Linked DNA regions of Sus scrofa: region 2 is linked to region 1. Evidence: chromatin contacts called from public HiChIP or PLAC-seq data. All regions are on one chromosome and are shown on one strand. Each heading gives the region's core, a stretch centred on a gene start, on an enhancer-like site or on the middle of the called end of the contact. The rest is flanking DNA. Distances are from core to core; before and after follow the strand shown. Region 1 overlaps OSBPL9 (oxysterol-binding protein-related protein 9). Region 2 has its middle 11 kb from the start of OSBPL9.

Evidence for each region. HiChIP or PLAC-seq counts read pairs in DNA pulled down with a chosen protein or histone mark.
Region 2: a contact with region 1 is called in an H3K27ac HiChIP or PLAC-seq map of alveolar macrophages. The contact joins two enhancer-like sites. A contact is called at or near these places in 1 of 5 promoter capture datasets (liver) and 1 of 2 datasets of contacts at active chromatin or transcription factors (alveolar macrophages).

Annotation. Positions count from the first base shown.
Region 1 is chr6:160,388,601-160,394,678 of Sscrofa11.1, forward strand. It overlaps OSBPL9 (oxysterol-binding protein-related protein 9), which reads right to left. Exons shown (of 25, transcript XM_005665435.3): 22 at 4,090-4,168; 23 at 2,684-2,775; 24 at 1,100-1,235; 25 at 117-857. The coding sequence ends at 783. Among named protein-coding and RNA genes, the nearest start is that of NRDC, 93 kb to the left of the region's middle. Within about 2 kb of position 3,906, at least 13 of the 83 cell types and tissues checked have an H3K27ac peak or open chromatin away from gene starts, as enhancers often do. A contact at or near this core is called in alveolar macrophages, where this site is marked.
Region 2 is chr6:160,574,551-160,580,628 of Sscrofa11.1, forward strand. No RefSeq gene overlaps it. Among named protein-coding and RNA genes, the nearest start is that of OSBPL9, 11 kb to the left of the region's middle. Within about 2 kb of position 2,826, at least 10 of the 83 cell types and tissues checked have an H3K27ac peak or open chromatin away from gene starts, as enhancers often do. A contact at or near this core is called in alveolar macrophages, where this site is marked.

The sequences.
Region 1 (6,078 bases), core at 2,656-5,155:
AGAAAAAGGATGGACCCCTCCATAGTTCAAGAGTCCTAAAAAGCTAGCTCCTCCTGTATTCAAGGTTGCCAGGTAACTGAGTCCAAGTTTAATCATAAAAATAAGAAACACATTTTAAAAAAAGGTTGGAAAAATTATTTATGAAGCCTTAAGAAGCACTGAGTATAATTAAACTGTAGTCCAGAATTAGATACAATTTAATAATAGTTCAATTCCAAAATAAAAGTTACTGTAAGTGAGGCCATGAAATCTCCTAATACTTGATTTTAATACATTGCGCTACATTTTCTAAAACAACTCAGAGGAACCAATATTTACAGCAGATGGAGTATTTATGAAAAATCTGGCATCAGCTAGATTATATATATGTATATATATGTGTGTGTGTGTGTGTGTGTGTATATATATATATATATATATATAGAACCCAAGATACCTGAACTAAGAAACATGTTGTATTATCACAACAGCAATTCTAGAGTGCAGAGTTTGAAACTGGGATTTATAAATGCTTTTCAAAGCGTGGGATTTGGAAAAGGAGCAGACATCTTGTTTTCAAAACCTGAAGTTTTTCTCAGGACTGAAGTCAAATTGTGACTGCCACAGAACAGGAAAAATGGAAGCTCTTCTCGCTTTAATTGTTCATCTGCATCAGAAAGTCCAGTATCCCTGAGATAGGAACCACTGCAATAAGAAGGGAGTTAACAGCTTCTCCCAAAGGAAGATTGTTGCTTGCTTACGCCTCCTGCCCTGGTTATCAGGAGCAAACCCTGTTTCCCAACCTAATGCTTGGCAGCACCCAGACGTTTCAGTAACGGTTCATCATACACCCAGCATTCTCCATCCTCGTGAAATAACTGTAAGAGAAAGAAGGGGGAGGATCGGTTACACACTTGCTTTGTACGTCTATCATATCATGCTTTTAATTACGTTATGCGTCTCTCCCCGCCACCCCAACACTGCAGTGACTTTTAGGCAGGGGCCATGGCTCATTCAAAACAGTGTTTGGTACTTTGCCATTCACTGAAATGAATAAATGAGTTATAGTTTAGGGGACAGCAGGTGGAAGGTTGAGGCAGGCTCCCCGAAGCAAGCTTACCCTTGTCTCCCATTGAATTTCCTTTTCCTTCCTTTCTCGGGCTTCCGCTCTTTGTCTTTCTTCAAGTCTATGCTTGGCTTCAGTTGCTGCATCAATGTCTCTGATTTTTAAGTTGAAAGTGACATCCTTCCAAAGGCTACGGAAAAGAAGTGAAGGTGCTAAGTACTTGATGGACAGAGCAGAAAGCAATCTTGACAATGAAAGGCTAGAGTCGTCCTGAATACAACATCACTACAGTACAAGTCAAATGGCTTTGAGCGCTGTACTTCACAGACGAATCTCCTTAGGCTGGCACTAGGCACTGGGGTAAAGGACAGAGAAAAGGACACAGAAGATGACACCGCTAGTTGTCAAAGGAGGAAATAAAGGATGAGAAGAAAGCTGGATACATGCTTAGACAAATAGAGGAGAAAAAACAGCTGAGACTGGGATTCCCGCTGCCCTCCCACCTCATCTGGCTGTACCTCTAACTAGGGATACAACCTTGGGGCTGTCAGTTCACCTCTCCAGGGCTTCAGTGTCCTTTACTATAAACCAAAAGGGTTATTTAGATCAGAGGAGCTGAGAAGTTCCATTTGATAAAAACTCCCTTGGAATTAAGAATGAAACCTGGGAGAAGCAGTTTTGAATACAGAGAATAAGGGTCAAGAGAAGCACTGCAGAGGCTTAAGGGGGTGATGGTGGAAAGAGAGCTGGCTTCCTCTCAAGGCCGGGAAGACTGGAAGATGAGAGACAGATAACGAGACACGTCTGGTCCAAACAACACTTTACAAGTGAAGATTCATTGGGACTAGAAAAGTAACCATCCTAAGACCCCCTTGTGTTAGCGGCAGAGCATAAATGTCTATGTATTTCCAGTCCAGGCAAGTAGACTGTTAACAACTTAAAGGCAATAGGCAGGGTTACAATTTGTAAGGTCCCCTTCATTTAAGAAATCCCTTCATGTGCTAAAAAACAACTTTAGTGCATGAATCCTCATACCACTAAAGGATCCTGATTTCATCCCACAGATGGAAGGGGGAAAAATTTATGATGTTTGAGACATTATAAATTGAATACCAATTAGATATTTGATGATATTAAGGAGGAACTCATTTTTTAAAAAATACATTGTGGTTAGTGTTTTTTTAAAAATGTCACTTTAGAGATACTGAAATTAATTTAGGAATGAAATTATTTTTTAAAGTTCCTTGCAAACAAAAAAAGACCTGAAGATGTTTTCGATATATATACACATGGTCTCAGTTGGGACCTCGCTGCCATCTCTTATGAGCCACAAAGGTGGTGCTAAGTCAGCATACACTTGGCTCTTATTATATGCCAAGCAGCACACCTGTGCTCCATGTTTCTCTCATTTAGTTCTCATGACAATGCTGCAGTAGTTCCCTTTTCAGGGATGAAGGCAAAGAGAGGTTAACTTACTGTCACGGTTACAGTGCTCAGTGGTGGAGCTCCATGTGAACCCGGGCCTTCAAACTCAGCGTGTGCTCTGCTGTGTCCTGCTCTACAGCCCACCGCCAGCCCTGCACCTATGCGTGGCCACCAGCAAGAGAATCAATAGCTCTAGTTGTGTCATCTCCTTACCAGCGGGATTCATACTCATTCTGGTCCTCCAATTTCCTCACTTTCTTCTTGATTATAGGCAACTTCTTGGTATCTATAAAAACTGCATTTTCCTAGAAGACAGAAGGGGTAGGTATGTATTTTATTGCTCACCTTATTCCAGGAGGAAAAGTCAACTCTTCTCATTAACAGATTTAATAATGAAACCCCACATATGTTACTGGTGTGGACAATGAGTTCCAAAGGCAAGCTTGAGGCTAAATTATAATTGTGTGGGGTTGTTTTTTGTCGTTTTAGGGCCATACCCACAGCGTATGGAGGTTCCCAGGCTAGGGGTCCAATCAGAGCTGTCGTTGCTGGCCTGTGCAAGGGCCACAGCAACGTGGGATCCGAGCCACGTCTGCGACCCACACCGCAGCCCACAGCAACCCTGGATCCCCAACCCACTGAGTGAGGACAGGGATCAAACCTGGGTCCTCATGGATGCTAATCAGGTTTGTTAACTGTTGCGCCACGACGGGAACTCCTAATTGTGTTTTAAACCTTGGTAAAGGCTCAATTCAACAGACATTTTTCAATGTTGCTATGTGCTACATGCCTGCAGAACTAGACAGATAAATCTTTTTTTCTTTTTCTTTTTCAAGGCCATACCTGTGGCACATGGAAGTTCCCAGGCTAAGGGCTGAATTGGAACTGCAGCTTCAACCTACGTGACAGCTACAGCAATGCTGGGTCCAAGCTGCATCTGTGACCTACGCCTCAGCTTGCAGCAATGCTGGATCCTTAACCCACTAAGCAAGACCAGGCATCCAAATCCACATCTTCACAGACATCACGCCAGGTTCTTAACCTGCTGAGCCACAGTGGGAACTCCGAGACAGCTAATCCTAACGTTAAGTACTCAAGTGCTTTTCACATTTCAAATGCTCCAAGTCCAAATCCAGTTCACTGATTCCTCCTGTTAATCCCATACTACCCGCTCCTATCTTAATTAGTAGTTTGCAAGTTCCTTGAGGGCCAGGACTATCTTATTTCTGTGTCCCTGGTGCCAGGCGATTAACACATTTCTTACAGTAAATCAAACTGTGTATATAAAAAACAAACATGAATTAATAATTTAGCACTTCCTTTTATTTATAAACATACCACACATTCTAAAGTCATAGCTAACACTGACTGGGTGCTTACTAAGTGCTAAGCATTCCCCCCCCCATGTTGTCTTTGAGTGTTTTAAGAGGAGAAGTGAAAGTAAAACTCATTCTACTGCCTATGCTGCTGGGGAAGAGGTGGGGAGGAAAAGGCTTGCCCTGAAGAGAGAGCATTAGAGCTCATCTTGGTGGTTCGGTAGCCAGCTGAAGGGAGCCAGAGGAAGGGACAGGCTATGATTCCACGAAGCCTGAAATAAGTGGCAAAACACAGCTTCTTACCCCCGTTGAATACTTTGCATACATTACACCATTCCATTCCCCTTCAATTGAGCAGAAAGACTTCTTGTCATTTGGAGAACTAAATTAAAACAAACAAACAAACACAAACGTTTGTGTTAGTCTCAAATTGAAATTTACTCTAGCAAAGAATCTGGTCAGTGTGGCCTACTCACAGAGCAGAACAAAGAGCAGCTGTGCAGTCTGTGGTGGAGGCAGCTTAATAAAACTGGATTCTCAGTCATCTGTCTAAGAAGGAGGGCCCTGAACAAGATGCTAATGAACAGGAACGGTGGCCATGAAATGCACTAGGTGCTGGGGCCACAGCAACCTAGGGACAGGCCCTGCTTTAAGCTGTGCACAGCCTGGTGGGGAAAGACATCGCCACTGAGATCTGAGATGGCAAGTCCTGTGGTGCGTCCAGATGGGCTCTGGAGAGCAAGGGCGATGCTGCTAGAATGAGGCTCAGGAAAGCCTTCACTTAAGGACACGACACTGGAGACGAGGCTTCCATCTTCAGGCTGAAAGGGACCTCTGGGTCAAAGGGGTTTACTCTTTTCCTTGCTTGGACATGGCAGTGACGTGCATGGCAGCGGTAAAACTCGGGAAGACATGCGTTACAGCAAAGGCCAGATTAGGAAGGGCAACGCATGAACACGGAAGGCTAGGAGGTCAGAAAGAGAAAATACACAGGGCAGAGGAATGAAGCCGCTGTCACTGGACTGAAACTTCTTTCCGCGGTGATTTGGGACTTTGTGCAAAGGAAGACAAATGGAAAGGAAAACGGTAGGACCCCAAGCTTGGAAGGTTACTGTGCAGAGGTTCTCAAAGTGTGGTCTAGGGGCCCCTGGGGCTTCCTTCCCCTTAGGTCAAAATTATTTTCATAATATTAAAATATTACCCTAACTTGAAGAGCCCACCAAGCGCTCTTTCAGAAAGCAGTCTTTGTTATTTTACGTCGCTGTGACTGGCCAAAAAATCTGCTAGCAGTTCCTGTTGGTGCAGGCCCGCCCATGTCTTCGTTCTGGACCTCCTACCTCCCCCACCTGCCTGTTGGGGGCCAGGGGCAGCTGCATTACAATGGGGTTGGGTGCTGCCTAAGCTCTCCCATAGGTGTTTTCTGACTGTAATGATATTTTAGATTTTAACATGATGCTTAGTAAACTTCATCTTGTGTTGTTCATGGTCCTATCCTGCTCAAGAATTTTATGGTTGCTGATTCTGTCATCCAAATTTAATAATCTCCCTAAAGAATTGCTTAACCAATCCTATGCCCAATAACGTCTTTTTTTTTTTTTTTTTTGGCTGTACCTGCAGCATGCAGAAGTTCCCAGGCCAGGGACTGAACCTGCAACACAGTAGTGACAATGCCAGATCCTTAAACCACTGAGCCACCAGGGAACTCCCCCAGTAGGCCTCTGAGGACAGAGAAAGTCCTGCATATTTGCCTTTTCTAGGTAGGCTCCAAACCACCCAGCTGACTGGTTACCCAGACAGCATAGCTCCTAGAGTGTCAAAAAGAATCAAGCAAAGATGTGATGGTTACTTTTCACCCCAACAAAGGCACAGAAAAGGCACAGTGGGGGAGTTCCCGTCGTGGCGCAGTGGTTAACGAATCCGACTAGGAACCATGAGGTTGCGGGTTCGATCCCTGCCCTTGCTCAGTGGGTTAACGATCCGGTGTTGCCGTGAGCTGTGGTGTAGGTTGCAGACGCGGCTCGGATCCCGCGTTGCTGTGGCTCTGGCGTAGGCCGGTGGCTACAGCTCCGATTCAACCCCTAGCCTGGGAACCTCCATATGCCGCAGGAGCGGCCCAAGAAATAGCAACAAGAACAAAAAGACAAAAAAAAAAAAAAAGGCACAGTGGGCATCACAGGATCTACGGTATGGACTAGCTCATCGTTAATAATGATCAGGCACCCAAGAGTCCCTGTTGTGGCTCAGGTTACGAACCCAACTTGTATCCATGAGGATGTAGGCTTGATCCCTGGC
Region 2 (6,078 bases), core at 1,576-4,075, 180 kb after region 1:
AGTCTCCGTAGTTTACAAATAAGGAAACTGAGGTTCAAAGAGGTTAACAAACTTGCCCAGGTACCTATTAGTCTTAATTGATGAGTATCTGAGTCCACGTCAACACGTTTGTCTTTTTGTTATGCTACATGCCTCACCAAAAAATACCACATAGAAACTTAATATTCCAGAAACATTGTTCATAGAAACTTAATATTCCAGAAGCATTGTTCAGCAAAAAAGCTCTTGTTGCTGGCATCTTTTGGCATAAGCAAAGTGTTGGGATCTTGAAACATCATGATTCAGACTGATTTAAAAGATTTATAATGTGTCGATTATGATTCCATTGGCTTTTTTTTTTTTTTTTTTTGGCTTTTTAGGGCTGCACCCACGGCATACGGAAGTTCCCAGGCTGGGGGTTGATAAGGAGCTGCAGCTTCGAGCCTTCGCCACAGCCACAGCAATGCCAGATCTGAGCTGTGATTGTGACCTGCACCACAGCTCACGGCAATGCCAGATCCTCAACCCACTGAGCAAGGCCAGGGATCGAACCTGCATCCTCATAGATATTAGCTGCGTTCATAACCCACTGAGCCACAGTGGGAACTCCTCCACTGGCTTCTTAAGAGCAGGAACCACATCATATTCATCTCTGTAAGCCCTGGAAATTAGCCCAATGCCTGGCACCCAGAGATGCTTAAAAATTATTGTTTGTCTGAATTATGTGTTCTATTAAAACTGACCTACTGAGTTCCAAGGACTGTGCTAAGCACCATCAACTACATTTCCCCTTTTAGAATTTTATTTTTTTTTTTTTTTAATTTTTTTATTTTTTTTGTCTTTTGTCTTTTTGTCTGTTGTTGTTGTTGTTGCTGTTGTTGCTATTTCTTGGGCCGCTCCCGCGGCATATGGAGGTTCCCAGGCTAGGGGTTGAATCGGAGCTGTAGCCACCGGCCTACGCCAGAGCCACAGCAATGCGGGATCCGAGCCGCGTCTGCGACCTACACCACAGCTCACGGCAACGCCAGATCGTTAACCCACTGAGCAAGGGCAGGGACCGAACCTGCACCCTCATGGTTCCTAGTCGGATTCGTTAACCACTGCGCCACGACGGGAACTCCCTACATTTCCCCTTTATTTCACATATCAACCTTTAATAAGAGTTGTATTATTATGCCCATTTTACAGATGAAGATGCTGAGAGATGTTACTTTTTTAATGGAATTTAAAAAGTTTTTTGTTGAAGTAGAGTCAATTTACAATGTGGTGTTAATTTCTGCCGTACAGCAGAGTGACTCAGTTATGCATATATACATTCTTGTTCATATTCTTTTCCACTATGGTTTATCATTGCATCTTGCATATTGTTCCCTGGAGACGCATAGTTATTGAATGGCTTGCGCAAGATCACACAGCTAGTAACTAGCAGAACTAGACTTAGAGTCTAGGTATTTTCACCCCACATCCCTTCTACCGCAGCTGCAAGCTATATTTGCATTGCCTATGTGTAAATAAAGGTCTTAGACATGAATTAGGCGGCATCGTCAACTGCTAAATCGGTTTTAACACTTATCAGGCTCATGGAGGCATCAGCAGGCTCTACTTAACTTCAAATGTCAAAACACAGGTCGTCAGGAAGACCCAGGAGCCAGGGCAGTTCTTAACTCCTAAGACCATGTCCAATCGCACAGCACTTTGTCTACATTCTATACCAAGCGTCAAACTGCTTCCTTTAGATCATCAGCTAAAATTAAACACAGTGGAGACACATCAGTGCTCATTCCCACATTCCTCAGTGATTGGCCTCTCATGGAATGAAGGAGCAGCTGAAGCAGAGCAGAAGACAAGGATGAGACTCAGAATCAGAAGGTAGAGGTGATGTTAACCATTGAACCTCACAAGCTCACCAAGGACAGGAACTGGGACTAATTTACCCTGCCCCTTAGAGTGTCAATAAATGCTAAAGATGTGATTATTTAAAAAAATCATATTGGCAGCAAAACTGAGAACACAACAGAGATGGGGAAGATTGGAGGCTAGAAGACAAACTCAGAGACTTTTAAAAAGCCAAGCAAGCAGGAGAAATAATCTAAACTTGAACAGTGAGAACATTGATAGCAAGGATGGGAAGTGGAAAAGATACTGTACTGTATTTTATTGAGAAACATTTTAGAGATAAGATTTTCAAACTCACTAAACAATGGAATTAAGTGAGGAGGAAATAAAGGGAGGTGGAGATAAGACCAAAGTTTCTAACTTGTGCAATAATTAAGTAGTTAGTTTTTTTTAAGGGAAACAAAAACGGCTTGTGTTTCTCAATGAGTTTCCTTCCTTTACACAGCTGTTTAGAAATGTGATTTTTTTTTTCCACGTTTCTAGCAAAAATCATTTCCAACTTTTCCACAGCCAAGATTGTAGGCGCAAACTGCTTCAAAATGCATTCTGGTGTTGCTGGTTTCCTGCCTTCCTAAACGTCCCACCAACTGCTTTTTGTTATTGCTGTTATTGTCATGTTTCTTAATTGGCAGTTGTTGGGCATCAAGTAAAACAACATTTACAAAATGCCACCTTCTTCAGGGAAAACACAGAAATCTACAGAAACTCGACTGTCCTGGGCTGGGTATAGAGGAATCAGAAGATAGGAAAAGCAGATAAGACACAGCCTGTTTTGCCCACAAACAAATCCCAATTTCTTCCTACCCTTTCCTCCACCTACAGAGCAAGAAAGTGAAATGTCAAGCTTAGGAAAATGCAACTATGATTTTGAGGCAGAAGGGAGCTGGGGGAGGGAGAGAAGATATTTTAGGAGATCTAGATGCTGTAAGTGTTCGAAGGAGGGAAAAGAGGAAGGCACTCATCTTTGGCCCTCCCCTTTTAATATCTCTTTAGAGACACACACTCCAGCTACCATGGGCTATAAACTTTTCACAGATATCCTCCCCCGACCCCAGACAGAATTGACCCCTCATTCCCTTGTGCCCCCACCTTTTTGAACAAATTCCTAACAGGGTCTAGGACACCTCATTGTGTCTACCGGGTCGGAGTCTGAATGTTCCCTTTGACAGTGGGGTCCTTGAGGACTTGGTCATATGTGCATCCTCAGCTTAGCTCAGGGCCTCAAACAAGGAAACAGTGGAAGCACTTTAGCAGCGTCAGGCAATCTGGATAAAAGGGGAGGGGAGGCGAGGGAAGCTGGTTTGCTAGAAACAGTTTTCACTTATATTTTGTATTTATTTGAGTTGATTTAGAGGAGTGAATAGAGATTAAGGGGCTAAATCTCCTGAGCGTCCTTCCTCAAGAAACGTCAAGGAAAAAGTAGCTTGTCAAAACTATAATCTCCTTGAGGTCAGTGGCTTCTTCACCTTCTTGTTCTCTTCAGGCAAGGAGGACATTGCCTGGGACACAGCAGCCCACACTGAATGTCTGTGAAACTGATTCAACTCCTTGCCTTTCTCTTGTTACAGCTGACCCTTGAACCATACAGGGTTAGGGGTGCCCACCCTCTGCAGAGTGTAATTTTAGAGTTGGCACTCTGTATCCATGGCTCTCCACCCACAGAGTCAACAAACCACAGTTTGGACGGTACTGTAGTCTTTACTACTGAAAAAAATCCAGGTATAGGTGGACCTGCGCTGTTCAAACCTATGTCGTTCAAGCGTCAGTTGTCTTCCCTTTTCCTAGAATGACCTTTCCATTTTTCTCTGCCTAGGAGACTTTTTACTCATCATGCAAGTCCCAATTCAAATGTTAATGCCTCTTCGAGGGCCTCTTTAGACACCCTATGCCCACAGCCAGCTAGAACTAATCTTCCCCCACTGTATCCCACAACAGATTATACCCTCCTCTGATACAGATAGCAGTTATCTCACAGCATCTTAGTAAGTTCATCCACAGTGTATGGTGAGCCTGTACGCAGTATTGTCAGGGCATGTCTTAAACAGACAACTCCATCTGCTGAGACCAGGATGGATGCCCTGCTGGAATCAAGACCAAAGTCTCTAAAAGGAGTATAGAGGAGAGAGGATGAGGACTGGCTGAAAACAGGACCAGAAGGGATGAAGACGATGGAGAGGAAAAATGTTAAGGGGTTAGAGAAAGGGAGGGATCAAGGTGGGCTCCAAATTTCTAGCTTGGGAACACAAGAAAGGATGTGGATTTGGGTGGACACTGAGAAGTGTAACATTGGACATGTTTAATTTGATGTATGTGGCCGAGCCAGGTAGAAATAAGTGTTCAGCAGACAAGTGGATATACTGATTTGGAAATCTACTCAGTACTCTGTGGTGGCCTATATGGGGGAAAAAAAAATCTGGAAATGAATTGATATATGTGTATGCATAACTGAATCAATTTGCTGTGCACCTGAAGCTAACATAATATTGTAAGTCACCTATACCCCAATGAAATTTTAAAAAAACAACAACAAAGTACTCTGAAGTCTAAGAACCACGTTCAAATATATGACTTCATTTAATTATAAATAAGCAGAAGATAAAGCCCCTGCCCTAGGAAGTTAGTAATATAAATGAAAAAAGCCATATACAGTTGAAAAAGATAATGAAGAAAATAGTATTAGGAATAACATCATTGTGTACTGATATAATAAGTCAACTGAGGCCAAGGAGGATCAGGACTAAGAAAAAGATTTTAGACTTGGAGAGAAAACTATCTTAGAGCTCCACTTGGGGGACTTGGTAAAACTGTTTAATACTTTGTCTTATGTCATCTTCACAAAATCCCAGTGAAGTGATATTGCCTCTGTTTCCCAGCAGGGAACAAAGTCTCTTTGTTTGAGAGGTTAAGTGTTTTGCTCAAGGTCACACAGCTGGTTGGCCTATTCTATGTTCCAGTCTCTAAGAGCCTTCTTTTTTTTTTTCTTTAATTAATTCATTAATTAATTAATTTTGTCTTTTTAAGGCTGCACCCATGGCACACGGAGGTTCCCAGGCTAGGGGTCTAATCAGAGCTATAGCCACTGGCCTACGACAGAGCCTCAGCAGCGTGGGATCCGAGCCTCAACTGCGACCTACACCTCAGCCCATGGCAGTGCCAGATTCCCAACCCACTGAGTGAGGCCAGGGATCCAACCCATGTCCTCATGGAGGCTAGTCAGGTTCTTTAAGTGCTGAGCCATGACGGGAACTCCATTTTTTTTTTTTTTTTTTTAATGATAGCTGGATTATTCTGTGCTAGTATTTTAGGGGAATACTAATCATTTGTGTGTTATTTTTACTGGCAGCAAAAAGATTTTAGCAGGGGGTCTTCTGGCTAAACATTGTAGTGTAGTAGAGTGAATATTATGTTTCCTAACATCTCTGAGCGACTTGAGGACAGGAACCATGCTTGACTGATCTTTGTCCTCAGCACCTGGTCCAGGGCTTGACACAGAACCACTGCCAGTGAAGGCTACTTCTTGAAAAAAGTGAATGAACACACTGAAAGATTTTGTCTGTGGCAACTTGTCTCCAAGTTTGCAAAATTAACATGTTGCAGTGTCAGCTCAGTGGCGACCCAGACATATATAGAATGAGGAAGAAGGCCTGAGAATTCTGGGGCAGAAGGCTGTTCTGGCAGGATCTGACAAGATATCGCTGCTTGAACTGTGATGCTTATTTATTCCAGCTCCTTAAGAAGGCAGGCATATTATGATTAGAGATGACAAATACCTAGAAAATGCAGAGATGACATAATTACCTCATGGTATTTTTTATTGTGTTCTTTTTTGTTCCATGAGAAAATAACATTTTGGAGTTCCCGTCGTGGCGCAGTGATTAACAAATCTGACTAGGAACCATGAGGTTGCGGGTTCGATCCCTGACCTTGCTCAGTGGGTTAAGGATCCAGCATTGCCATGAGCTGTGGTGTAGGTCGCAGACGTGGCTCGGATCCCGCGTTGCTGTGGCTCTGGCATAGGCCAGCGGCTACAGCTCCAATTGGACCCCTAGCCTGGGAACTTCCATATGCTGCGGGAGTAGCCCTAGAAAATTCAAAAAGAAAGAAAGAAAAAACATTTTTTCTCATTATTAAATACAATATCTGTTACTTGTAGAAAATTTGGAAAATACAGAATTATAAAGAAAAAGATAAAATCAACCACAA